Regions from separate parts of the Mus musculus genome. Here region 2 is linked to region 1. The links are chromatin contacts, called in public Hi-C maps. All regions are on one chromosome and are shown on one strand. Each heading gives the region's core, a stretch centred on a gene start, on an enhancer-like site or on the middle of the called end of the contact. The rest is flanking DNA. Distances are from core to core; before and after follow the strand shown. Region 1 holds the start of Dusp23 (dual specificity phosphatase 23). Region 2 holds the start of Wdr64 (WD repeat domain 64).

Region 1 (5,880 bases), core at 470-2,969:
GAGCCTCACGCAGGAGAAGGGAAAGACTGGGAGCCTGGTGTTTGAGAGATGGGGAACTTGTCTCCTTGTATGAGAGACGAAAGCAGAGGCTAGGGTGAAGGGGGGCATGGAGAACCACACCTTGACCAGGAACACTCAGTTATACATAACTCTTACCTTCTACCTAAGCCTAATCCTCATACCAGGACCCTAAAGATAGACTTGGGTGGTAGGGACTGGACCTCCTTGTTTCTCTCACTAATGTAGCACACTGAATAAACCACCTCCCGCTTTCACTAGCAGGTTTATTTAATTGGCCCATTGAAGAGACAAGTAGCCCATCTTGGCTTGTTATGGCTCCCAAGGCCCAGATTTTCACCCTAATGACCAGCAACCAAGGGAGGGTAGGATGTCTTCATACCCAGGTCTTGTGGGCTTAGGTCAGTATGTCCCTAGGCCCCCGGTTAAGAAAATACCCAGGGTTTTAAACACAAAATGTTTGGAAGAATGTGAAGATGGCTGTGTAACACTGTCATTTCCTGGATGACTGTAGGAAAGTGTGCCATTAAAAGATTCTGGAGAGGGGGACAGAACAATGGCTCAGCAGTTAAGAGCACTGGCTGCTCTTCCAGAGGTTCCATCCCCAGCACCTACACGGCAGCTCACAGCTGTCTGTAACTCCAGCTCCGGGAGTCCTGACACCTTCACACAGATACACATGCAAGCAAAACACCAATGTACATAAAATAAAAATAATAATAATTTTTAAAACAAGATTTCGGAGCTGGAGAGATGGCTCAGCAGTTAAGAGTACTGACTGCTCTTCCGGAGGTCCTGAGTTCAAATTTGAGCAACTACAAGTTGGCTCACAACCAGCTGTAATGGGATCCGATGCCCTCTTCTGGTGTGTCTAAAGACAGCTACAGGGCACTCATATACATAAGATAAACATTTTTTTAAAAGAGAGAGAGATTCTGGAGAATGGTATCTTCCTTAGCTTCCTCGGTGCCTCAGTTTTCTCATCTCTAAAATGGGGTTACTGTGATCACCTACCTTATGGCGATTAATTAACATATATAAAAAGTATTTGCACAAGTACCTAACACAAAGCAAAAGCTTAAATGTTGTTAACCCTTATGTTGTTGATAGTGGTTACTATATTACCCTGAGTACCATTTCCAGTGCCACATATTTCCCCACCCCCCATCCTTTAACTACTGTCGGCAGTAGAAAAATAAAACTTTCTATTGTCTGGGACATAGTAGTTCCCTCTTACTTCAAGAACTCAAGAAGACAGCAACCATGACTGCTTGGTCATTGAAGAGATTACCTACTCACACCCGCGCCCAGGCAGAAGTAGATTTTTCTATCACTATTTAAACCCCTTGTATAAAAACTATGAAGAGACCAGGCCGTTAGGCGGCTGGCCCACGATGCAGTAGCTCCAACGCACCACCAGGGAGCAGCAGAGCCCAGCCCTGGGCTGTTTTCTCTACAGGAGCAATTAATTGGTTCCAGGCTTCCTTAGTGCCTTCACTCCCCGCTGCAATAATCACGCTTGTTGTTGATTACCCAGCCTATCAACGAGTGCCCTGCTCGCGTCCGTTGGGCTGTAGGGTTTCTCTGCCTGCCTTGGAGCCGTCTTAGCCCCGCCCCCGCTGTTCAGCCAACCCTGGGTGGGGAGGAGCGTCACGGGGGAGGGTCCAAGAGACTACGTGGCCCGCTAGGGCAAGTGCTGAGCGGGGACGGAATCCAGCCCCAGAGGGGGGGTGACCCAATCTCCCGGCAGAGTAGGAAAGGCCAGCCTCGCCCTGAGTAAACTCCCCCCACGATGGGCGTGCAACCCCCCAACTTCTCCTGGGTGCTTCCGGGACGGCTGGCCGGACTGGCGTTGCCCCGGCTGCCCGCGCACTACCAGTTCCTGCTGGACCAGGGTGTGCGGCACCTGGTGTCCCTGACGGAGCGCGGACCCCCTCACAGTGACAGCTGTCCCGGCCTCACGCTGCACCGAATGCGCATCCCTGACTTTTGCCCGCCGTCCCCGGAACAGATCGACCAATTTGTGAAGATCGTGGACGAGGCCAATGCCCGGGGAGAGGTCAGCACGCTCGTGAGCCAGAGCGAGAGGGCGGGGCCTGGAAGGAAATGAGTGGGCGGGGCCGGAGCTGGAGTCCGAAAAGAGTGGGAGAGCCTGGGGTTGGGGGCGGGGGTGACAGGGCTAAGTGGGGTGGGAGCTAGATGGACCCACTCCCTGACTAAAGTCAACTATGCTGCTAGGAGAGGTGGTGCCAAGTAGGCTGGAGAGAGAGTACTGTCAAGTGAAATCCTTCCAGGAGTCCAGGGAGCGCCTATGTCAGACGGAATCAGTTCAAAGCCCTTTTACTAGAGGTCCAAATGTCATAGAGACACACTTGTAATTTTAAATTTTACTAGCAGCTACGTTTTAAAAAAAAAACAAAAACAAAAAACGAAAAAGATGAAAAAGAAGCAGGTGAAGTTAATTTTGTACTAATCCAATAAGTCAAAAATATTATTTCAACATAGAATCAATATGAAACAAATTATTAATGAGGCATGTCCAGTCTTTTTCATGCCGCATCTTCAGGGCCTGGTAAGTATTTTGCACCTCAGCTCAGTTTGGACTGACACATTTCAGGAAAAATAGCACCACAAGTGGCTGGATGTACTATACAAGACAGCACAGGATAGAGGCCAGGCGATGTAGGCTGAGAGCCCAAGTTGGAACCAGCCATTCCAGAGGCCTCCTAGTCACCTGTCCTCCCACAGCTTTGATGTCACTTCTTGGAGAGCCTGTGATGTGTGGGGTGAGGACAGGGGAGTATTGGGGAGGGCATTGGACTCTACTCCATCAGTCTCCACTTCACAGGCTGTTGGAGTGCACTGTGCCCTAGGCTTTGGCCGCACTGGCACCATGCTAGCCTGCTACTTGGTGAAGGAGCGGGCTTTGGCCGCAGGAGATGCCATTGCTGAGATCCGGCGCCTGCGACCAGGATCCATTGAGACGTATGAACAGGAGAAGGCCGTCTTCCAGTTCTACCAGCGAACAAAATGAGGACTTCAACAGCCCGCCTTTCCCCCTCCCCAACTCCTGCGGCCAGGGAGGAAGGGGAGTGAACTAAAGTACTGCATCCTTCAGGTCCCTCTGACTCCTATTGGACAAAAGTAGTCCTTCCCCAAAGCCATAACGTGGCCGGCAGGATGGCCGAGACCCCACAAAAATGAGGTAATAACTGATAAGAACTCATCACCGCTGCATAGCATGTACACAGCACTCCCAATACATCTGGGTGGTTGAAAAGACAAAAAAAAAAAAAACAAAAAAAAAAAAAAAAAAACCACTTCTGTTCTTTGGATGAGGTGTCTAGAGTTCAGAAAGGCCTCCGGTCACAGTTCTGGGAAACAGAAGGATAGGCCAGGACTCCAGCACACACCTTTGTCATCCTGAGGATGATGGGATTCTAAGTGCTGTTCCCTGACATGTGATAGAGGAGAACTGGTCAGTGAAGGAGACCCATGTCCCTGGCCACATGGCCTCCAAGCAGCCTCAGGCCGCTGCACTCCTACACCAGCAGTGCCCCCTTGACATCACCCCTTATGTAGGGTCATCCGTCCTACCTGAGCCACCTTTGTTCTCTCAGGGTACAGAAGACCTGCATATCGTGCTACAGATGAGGTCTCTCTCTGTCTTATCTGTTTCTCTCTTGGTCTCCCCCTCCCACTCTCCCTCTTAATCTCCCTCTCTCCCTCCCCCTTCCTCCCCCCACCAGGGCTGGCCACCTCTTACCAGCCTCAGGTGACTCAGCTCATCTGTCACCTCCAACCCCTATGTCGTCCCCAGCCTCAGACCAACGAATGCTGAAACTGTGTCTTGGTGGTTTTAGAGTGGATATTAAGTGATCAAATAAATAACTCTGGGACTATGAATCTTGGCCATGTTTCTCAGGTGTTATCTTCACGTCTCCCCTGTTGGACTCCACCCAGCCGCAAGCGCCACACTTTAGACTTTCTGAGAGATGAGATAAGTGTCATTCATGAGCCCAGTGGACTCTTCCATAATGGCAGTCTGAATCCATGCCCTATCTTCCATAATAGGCTGAACTGAGTAAGGGAGACTCTGCGTGTCTGTGTGAACCAGGTGCTGTTAGAGATGGAACCAACTCAGCAAAAAGAAAAGCCATGATTCCTATTCTCAGGAGCCCTGCCTTCTGGAGAAGGGTAATGACATTCTCTTCACACTCGATGGACACTAAAGGCTACCTCAACTATCCCAGATGCAGGACAGTCAAGAGTTCCCCTACAGCCTCCATCTCTCCTATCAAAGACCAGAGCTAGGCCTACACCAGCCCCTCCCCTGTACTTCATTCCATCTTCCCTGTGCCCCTAACTCAACATTATCCAGCTCACTCTTACACAAAAGGCTTTTTAAGCAAGAAATATAAGAGCCCTCATTTGAAATCCTTTTTCTGTTTCATCTGGAGGGCCCATTCCTTAACTGTCTCCTTGGATCCTCTCTGACCCACCCAGGGGGATATATCGGCCAAAGAGAAGAAACTCCAAGGTCCCAGGCATTTAGGCTTCAAGGATGGGAAAAGGACAAAGGACGGACACACCATCCACCTTGCCCCTCCCACTTCTGCCCCATGATTCAAACCAGACCATCTCCCGCGGGAGTGTGTATGTCTGTGTTTTCCTGAGGAGGGCATAACCCAGAGAGAGGAAAAGGCCTGTTTCCTTGACTCTTTTCTTTCACTGCCAGAATTTACCCACACAGAAGGAGGTGAGGGGCTGTGCCCTCCCCTTGCCAGTATTGCTCGACTGTGCTATGTGACCCATCCTCGCCCTTTCTGCTGTCTGTTCCTCCGCGTGTCCTCCGCACTGCCAGAGCGGAATCTGCTCTTACCTTCCTCCCAAGGCTCCTTTGAAGGAGACAGAAAATTTTTCTAACCCCATTAAAGCCCTGTGTGCTGTTCCCTCCCCATAATTTAAGCAGGTCTCCTCTGCCTCAAGAGTTCCTTAGGGAAATAAACATATAATTATGTGCTTAAGGAAATCGCTTTTAAATAAGTAAGAGTTGACTTCAAATGAAAAACTCTGCCCTTCTCCTTCTCTCTACCTTGAGAGGTTAGCCTGAAGCTCTGTGTGTGCTCATTTATGGCCCCCAGACCTTTTGCCTTCCCATCACACTTCCTTCTGTATTTGCCTACCAACAGAAGGGCACTCATTAGCGATGGCCCATCCCCATTACATCCGACGCTGGTGCCAGGAGCACTCCTCCTCCATCTGAGAAGCATCCTGACATTTGCATCAGACCAGGGCTTCTCATTCTTAGCACTCTTGATATTTTGAACTGGGGCTGGATGATCGGGGGTCACGGGGACTCTAGGCGGTAGAATGTTTAGCAGTGTCCCTGGTCTGTATGCATCAGATGCTAGTCACACACCCCTCTAGTGATGACAGCCATAGATATCTGTAGACACGGCCACATATTCCCAATGGGAACAAAACCTGCCCCACTGATAGACTGCAACAGACCAACATTTGGGTTTCATTTTCTCTGGAAGAAGAGGAACAGATTTTGGATCTTGCATATATAATGTCATAATAAGGGAACAAGGACCAATTCACATATTGCCACCTTTTCAACCAATGTCTGGAAGTCAAGTTATTCCCAGGTTCCCAACTCTTCCCAGGCTTGTTCTCCAGCTAGGTCTTAAGCAACACTGACTTTCTTCATTCAGAAGGATTATTTTCCCAATGAGTTGTTGCTGATGGCCATAACTGAAACAGCTTCCACCCTTGTCCAGGCTTGGTTTCCGTGCTTGAGATAGACATGACTATCTTGGGGTTTTATTGATGTGAATAGACACCATGACCTCAGCA
Region 2 (5,565 bases), core at 2,848-5,347, 3.1 Mb before region 1:
CTGTACCATTCTTCACCATACATCCAAAGGATTCAACATCTACTCCACAGTTACTTGCGCTGCCATGTTTGATTTTGATTGTTTAAAGGAGAGATAATGAGCCCCACAAAAGACGTTCACTGTCTAGCAACCCCCTTAGTGCCTGCTATGGGAAAACTCCTGTCATGTTGTTGGTCTGAAGAATACAACAGCCTCCCCAAACATTAAACAAACAAACAAACAAAGCAAAACACACAAAAACTTATTGCTGAAGCCAACACACACTTTGGAAGCAGGACTTGGAAAAATTGAGCTGAACCTGACCTAGAGGCCTTCTTTGGCTCTCACAGTATCAGATGTTACAGAAGCTATTAAAGGTAGAGGAGCAGTCAGTAGTTCTACTCAACTGTAGAGCCTATGAACCATGACAATGACTGAACCAGCATGGTATCCCCTATGACATAATAGTGGGTAACCAACAGAGTCTAATTAAACTTAAGACCCAATAAACACACACACACACACACACACACACACACACACACACACACACACAGAGCCATTTGGCAATGTCTTAAGACATTATTGTCACAGCCAAGGATGAGTGTGCTGCCAGCATCTAGAGGCCAAGGCTGCTTATGAACTCCCAACAATGTACAAGGCTGCCCCATTAGCCTTAGCACACAGAACAAAGAATTCTTTAGCTCAAAGGTCAATAGTGTCATGGCCGAGAAGCCTTCATGTAAAAATGACATTCCTCTCCCTGTTTCAAAACTCAGCAAATGTTTATCTACCTAAACAGGAACAACTATTAGCCCTGTGGAAAATAAAGAAACATCCAAGTATTTATGTAGCTATTTTAAAGACACATGTTCTATCTGGACTGCACCTGAATGGGGTGGGGGGAGGATTTGGTCACAGGGTAATCCGAATTCTATTGCGTCACTGGTGAGATCTAAGAATAACAGAACCAGGACAAATCTCTGTAGTCTACTTAGCATCCCTTTGAGGCTGACACCTCTTCTTTAAAACAGTCTCTCGAGTCCTGGCTCCTTACCTACAATAAAGAGTCAATTCTTATCTTCCAATAGTTATTAATAAAGACAAATGTATTTGAATAGTATTAGCAGCTTGGTACAAGTTAGGATTCCATATTTTCCATCTCCTCAATCCTGAAACCTTGTCCCTAAGATATAGAAGGCCATGTATCTAGCAGAGTAGTTTTTTATCTCATCTAAAAATTCCTGAGGAAGGAACTTTGCACCACAGATTTGGAGTTGTATGCTTTCAGGGGGGCGGGGGTGGGGGTGGGGAGCAAGGCTAACTTCTTAATTTAACACGTGTTCAAGGAGTGCCTCCTGACACCAGACTCTGAGCTGGCCTTATCTGTGCAAAACCTTCAAAACACTTCCAGATCAATGGTCAAGCACAGAGTACATATTAACCTCAGCAGCCTAAATAAAGCAGGTAAATTCCTGGAGGCAGCAATAAAAACAGTAACAGTGCTGAGGATGCCTCTGCTTAGGGGCGAATGGGAGCGTGTTTGCAAAGAGGTAGCTTTCTACTTTCTTGAGAATTGAAAGAGGAAAGAGGGACTGGAGAGATGCCCAAGTCGGGAGAACGGCACATTAGCCACTACAAGTTCTGCAAAAGAAACAATTTAATAACTGTGGACACAAATCACAGCTCTTACCTCAAAGGGAATAAAAGTTTGTTTTTGAGCCAGGTTTGAGTGACCATAGCTTGGGAACAGATTCAAGTTGTCCTGAATAACATATTCCAATGTGGCCATGGTACGCTTTCATAGCCACACAACAACAACAACAATAACAACAACAACAAAAAGGTCATGACATGGCATTTTCAGACCCATTGATGGGAATATCAAAGCAGGCAAAATACTGCTGACGAATTAGGTTCTATCCGATGGCATCTTAGCTTCGGATTTGGTGGAAGTCAGTGGTCTACTAATACAACTCCAAAGTTTTGTGTGATAGATGAGAGGGCACTAAGTCAGGACTGGTTGGTGACAAAGCTCACATGGTCCACAGCCATGTGGCATTTTAAACATAGATTTGCCTTTTTTTTTTTTTTCCTGAAAAGTTCAGCTCAGGCATGAGGATGTAGTTCAGTTGCTACAGTTTCAGTTTACAAAGTAAATAAGTAAATATTTAAAAAAAAACCACTATGACATATTTAGAAATGTTGAAAAGCCTCTGACAGGATTGAAGGTGCCAGACGTTGATGCCGGAAAGGTTGAGGCGTGACTCATGCTCAGCAAGATGGCATGTACAGATTCTAAAGGTGAGTTAGTAAACCAGGATTGTGGCAGAGCTAGAGGAAAAACTCGTTGTAGAAATATATCAGAAGGAATAAGTCTGGATGGAAGACTCCCAGCAGGTGTTAGAACAATCTGAGAGAACTATGATTATATATTATGAAGACTCCTCTCAAAAGTGATGCTAACTACACGGCTCTGGAGACTAGGCAGCCAGCATTCATGCCATAAGACTTGGGCAAGAACACACTAGGCAGAAACTCAGGACAAACGACAAAAGAAAAAAAAAAAAAGAAAAAGAAAAAGAAAGAAAAAGAAAGAAAGAGAAATGAGCAAAACCAGAAGAGACTGTCAAGACACACAGGGGGAGGAGCATGGAGGGAGGAGCTTCTCAGAGCAGAAGAGGAGACCAGACCAGTGTTCCTGCAGTGAAATGGTCACGTGGGCTGAAACGTGATAGCAAAGTCAGCCTTGGTGGTGCACACCTGGACAAACTGGGAGTGGAGGATATCAAGTTTCAGACCAGCCTGGGCTACATAGTGAGACCGTCTAAAAGAAAGAAAGAAAAAAACCACAACTTATCTGAATTTGGCAACAGTGTTAGATACTGAATATATTTTCAGCAAAAATGAGGGAAGCCAGCCTGGAGTGGATGAGAGAAAGGCAGAGATGCTGTAGGGAAATTTAGCAGAGAAGCAGAGAGGAGACATGGAGGAATATCTTAAGGGAAGAGAGTCAAGGACGAGTTGACAGAGTATATTTTTAGAATCAAAGGGCAAAGCTGGTGGAAAAAGAGACTTCTGAGGTTGTTGCAGCAAATTGACAGTGTTGGAGAGGAGGGGAGGAGGGCTGCTGACTTAGGAAGTATTGGGCTAGAGGAAAAGGGAGAGAGAACGAATTCTAGGCTCTGTGCCTGGCTCTCTCCTAGGATAGGAAACTTGGCTGAGAGAAACAGAAGCCCCATCAACAATTTAAAAACATGGTGAGAGTTTGGAGAATCAATTGTAGCAAGAGGTAAAACAAGCTGACAGGAGGGAAATTCAAGCTTTGTTGAGCGCTTTATAGAGAGCTCAGCCAAGATCCAGAGAACTTCCGGAAAGATCTGAACCCTTCTGACTCTTAAGAGACTTGGGCAGGTGACTCCTCTCTAACTCCCATTGTTTTCCCAAGCAAAGTGGACTGCATTTTATTCCAGTTCTAGTTAAGCTGGGTAACACAGAGACACAGAGGGCCTCCTGCGTGTTCACTATGCTATACTGAGTCTCAGGTGGGCCTGTGACTGATAGTGTCTGGAATATAAACTCTTAATGCTATTTAATCCAACTCTTTATATTACAGGTAAATACAAAAGGCTTCCTCATGCCTAGCTAAGTATGTCGGGGACAAAGAAAGAACTCAGGTCTGGTCCCCCATTCAGTGTCTTGGGTTTAAACAAGACTGCTTTTCTCCGATGACCTAATCAACGAATCCAGATGGACTTCCCTGTAACCATCCATCTTACCTTCTTTTGGTATAAATATGCCTGCTCTTTCTTCCTTTTTCTGGGCTGTTGTCTGTTCAACCAGTTTATTGAACTCAACCAAGGACGCTTTGAAATTGTTGATCTGCAGCGCGAGGTTGAACCGCTTCTCATCCTTGGCATCCATACAGACATAGGGAGTCTCTTATTTCTGCGCAGAAATAATACTGCAAACTTGCCAATGTGGAAATGCTTCTAGTTCTTATAATGTGTCTGCTGTTTCAACTTTTGCCCTAGGTCTCATTCCTCTGACTTTTATATCCCTGTTCTAGAGGAACAAGGAGTAAGAGTTGTTTCTAGCAGGTTAGCAGGAGGACAGCTGAGGCCTGCTGCATTTCATAGAGGCAGGGGTGTTAGTGAAGGGTCCTGACCTCATAATGTTAACATTGGCCATCATGGGGACTTCATTAGGTCACAGTGTCTCTGTAAGTCCCACAGCAGATTGGGATCCACCTCCTGCAGGGTGTGTGTATGTGTGTGTGTGTGTGTGTGTGTGTGTGTCTGCCTATTGAGAAAATGGAAGGGTAAAGGAAGGAATCCAGGCATTACTTTAATCGGAATGAATGTCTCTTCTCACTCCCAGCCTCCTGTCTCCCTCAAGGTACTACAGAGAGTAAAGTTTACATTTGTTCCCATAGCTCTCCTGGATATGGAAGATGAACCTGTGAGGATGAAAATATATTTTCATCTCCTGTCTTACTTGGCACCAATAAAGATATTTTTAGAAGTTGTGGAGAATGAAAGCCTTTCTTTCTTTCTTTCTCTCTTTCTTTCTTTCTTTCTTTCTTCCTTCCTTCTCTTTATGCACTTACTTTAGTTAAAATACTAAAAGGAGCCAAGGATAAGGAAGGTGTCCTTGAGAGGACATTTTTCGGGGGGAGCCAGTTGAAGGAGAAGAGGCCTTTCTGCTTGTTTTTTCCATTAAAATTAACGTCTGATTCCACTGAGTCCAAATGCTTACCTCTGATTCAAGTTCTCCAATCTCCAACTGTGTTTGTGTGCCCGCACATGTGCACACAAATGCTCCGCTGTGAATACGTTTGCACAAGGAAGCCTGAGGATGATACTGCCCATTTTCTTACACACGCTGTACTTTCATCTTTGATGTAGGATCTCTCCGGAACCTGAAGCTGTATTGACTGTATTAGGTGGCCAACAAGCCCTAAGCATCCATCTGCCTCTGCATCCTGAGCACCAGTATTCCAGTTGCCTAGCCCACTGTGCCTATCTTCTAACGTGCGTGCTGGGGAATCTCGATTCATGGCCTTATGTTTGTGCAACAAATACTTTATCAATGGAGATATGTCTCCAGCCCCCAGCCCTCCCCAGTGTTTTATAAAAGTCTATTCATCAACATGTTCATCAACAGTCAACTCATGGAAATGTGAGACAGATAGAGTCCCTATTCCTTGGTAGTGCATCTTTTAAACCATCTTGTGCAATCCTGAGTTCAGAATTGAAGCGAGTGGCATTAGGGGGCACTCCTGTTTTGAGTACCAGGTGTTCATCCTCTCACTATGAGCTATTAGGGGAGTAAATTCCTATAAACATCTTACTTAGAGAATCTCCTCACACTATTTATTCTTTATTCCTTTTCTCCCATCCAAATACTATTTGGCAACATCCTAGGAACTATCTTTCCTACAATCCTCATCCATGAATTCTTCTATTTCCTCATCCATCCATTCAGCGCATACTTATCAGACACCTACTTATGCTAGCAGGTACTTAGGTAGTAGTGATAGAATAGTGAGCGAATGGTGTGTTGAGCTTACAATCTAATGGTGAA

What was found. Hi-C and Micro-C count contacts between places; a contact is called where the count stands out from the background.
Region 2: a contact with region 1 is called in a Hi-C map of CD4 T cells, with 4 times the contacts expected there. The contact joins the promoter of Wdr64 here to the promoter of Dusp23 in region 1.

What each region holds. Positions count from the first base shown.
Region 1 is chr1:172,628,813-172,634,692 of GRCm38.p6, reverse strand. Dusp23 (dual specificity phosphatase 23) reads left to right here and starts at 1,719. Exons shown (of 2, transcript NM_026725.2): 1 at 1,719-2,077; 2 at 2,867-3,924. The coding sequence starts at 1,811. The coding sequence ends at 3,052. Gm35601 (a long non-coding RNA gene) reads right to left here and starts at 1,713. Exons shown (of 5, transcript XR_001779542.2): 1 at 1,552-1,713.
Region 2 is chr1:175,697,125-175,702,689 of GRCm38.p6, reverse strand. Wdr64 (WD repeat domain 64) reads right to left here and starts at 4,097. Exons shown (of 28, transcript NM_029453.2): 1 at 3,759-4,097. The coding sequence starts at 3,903.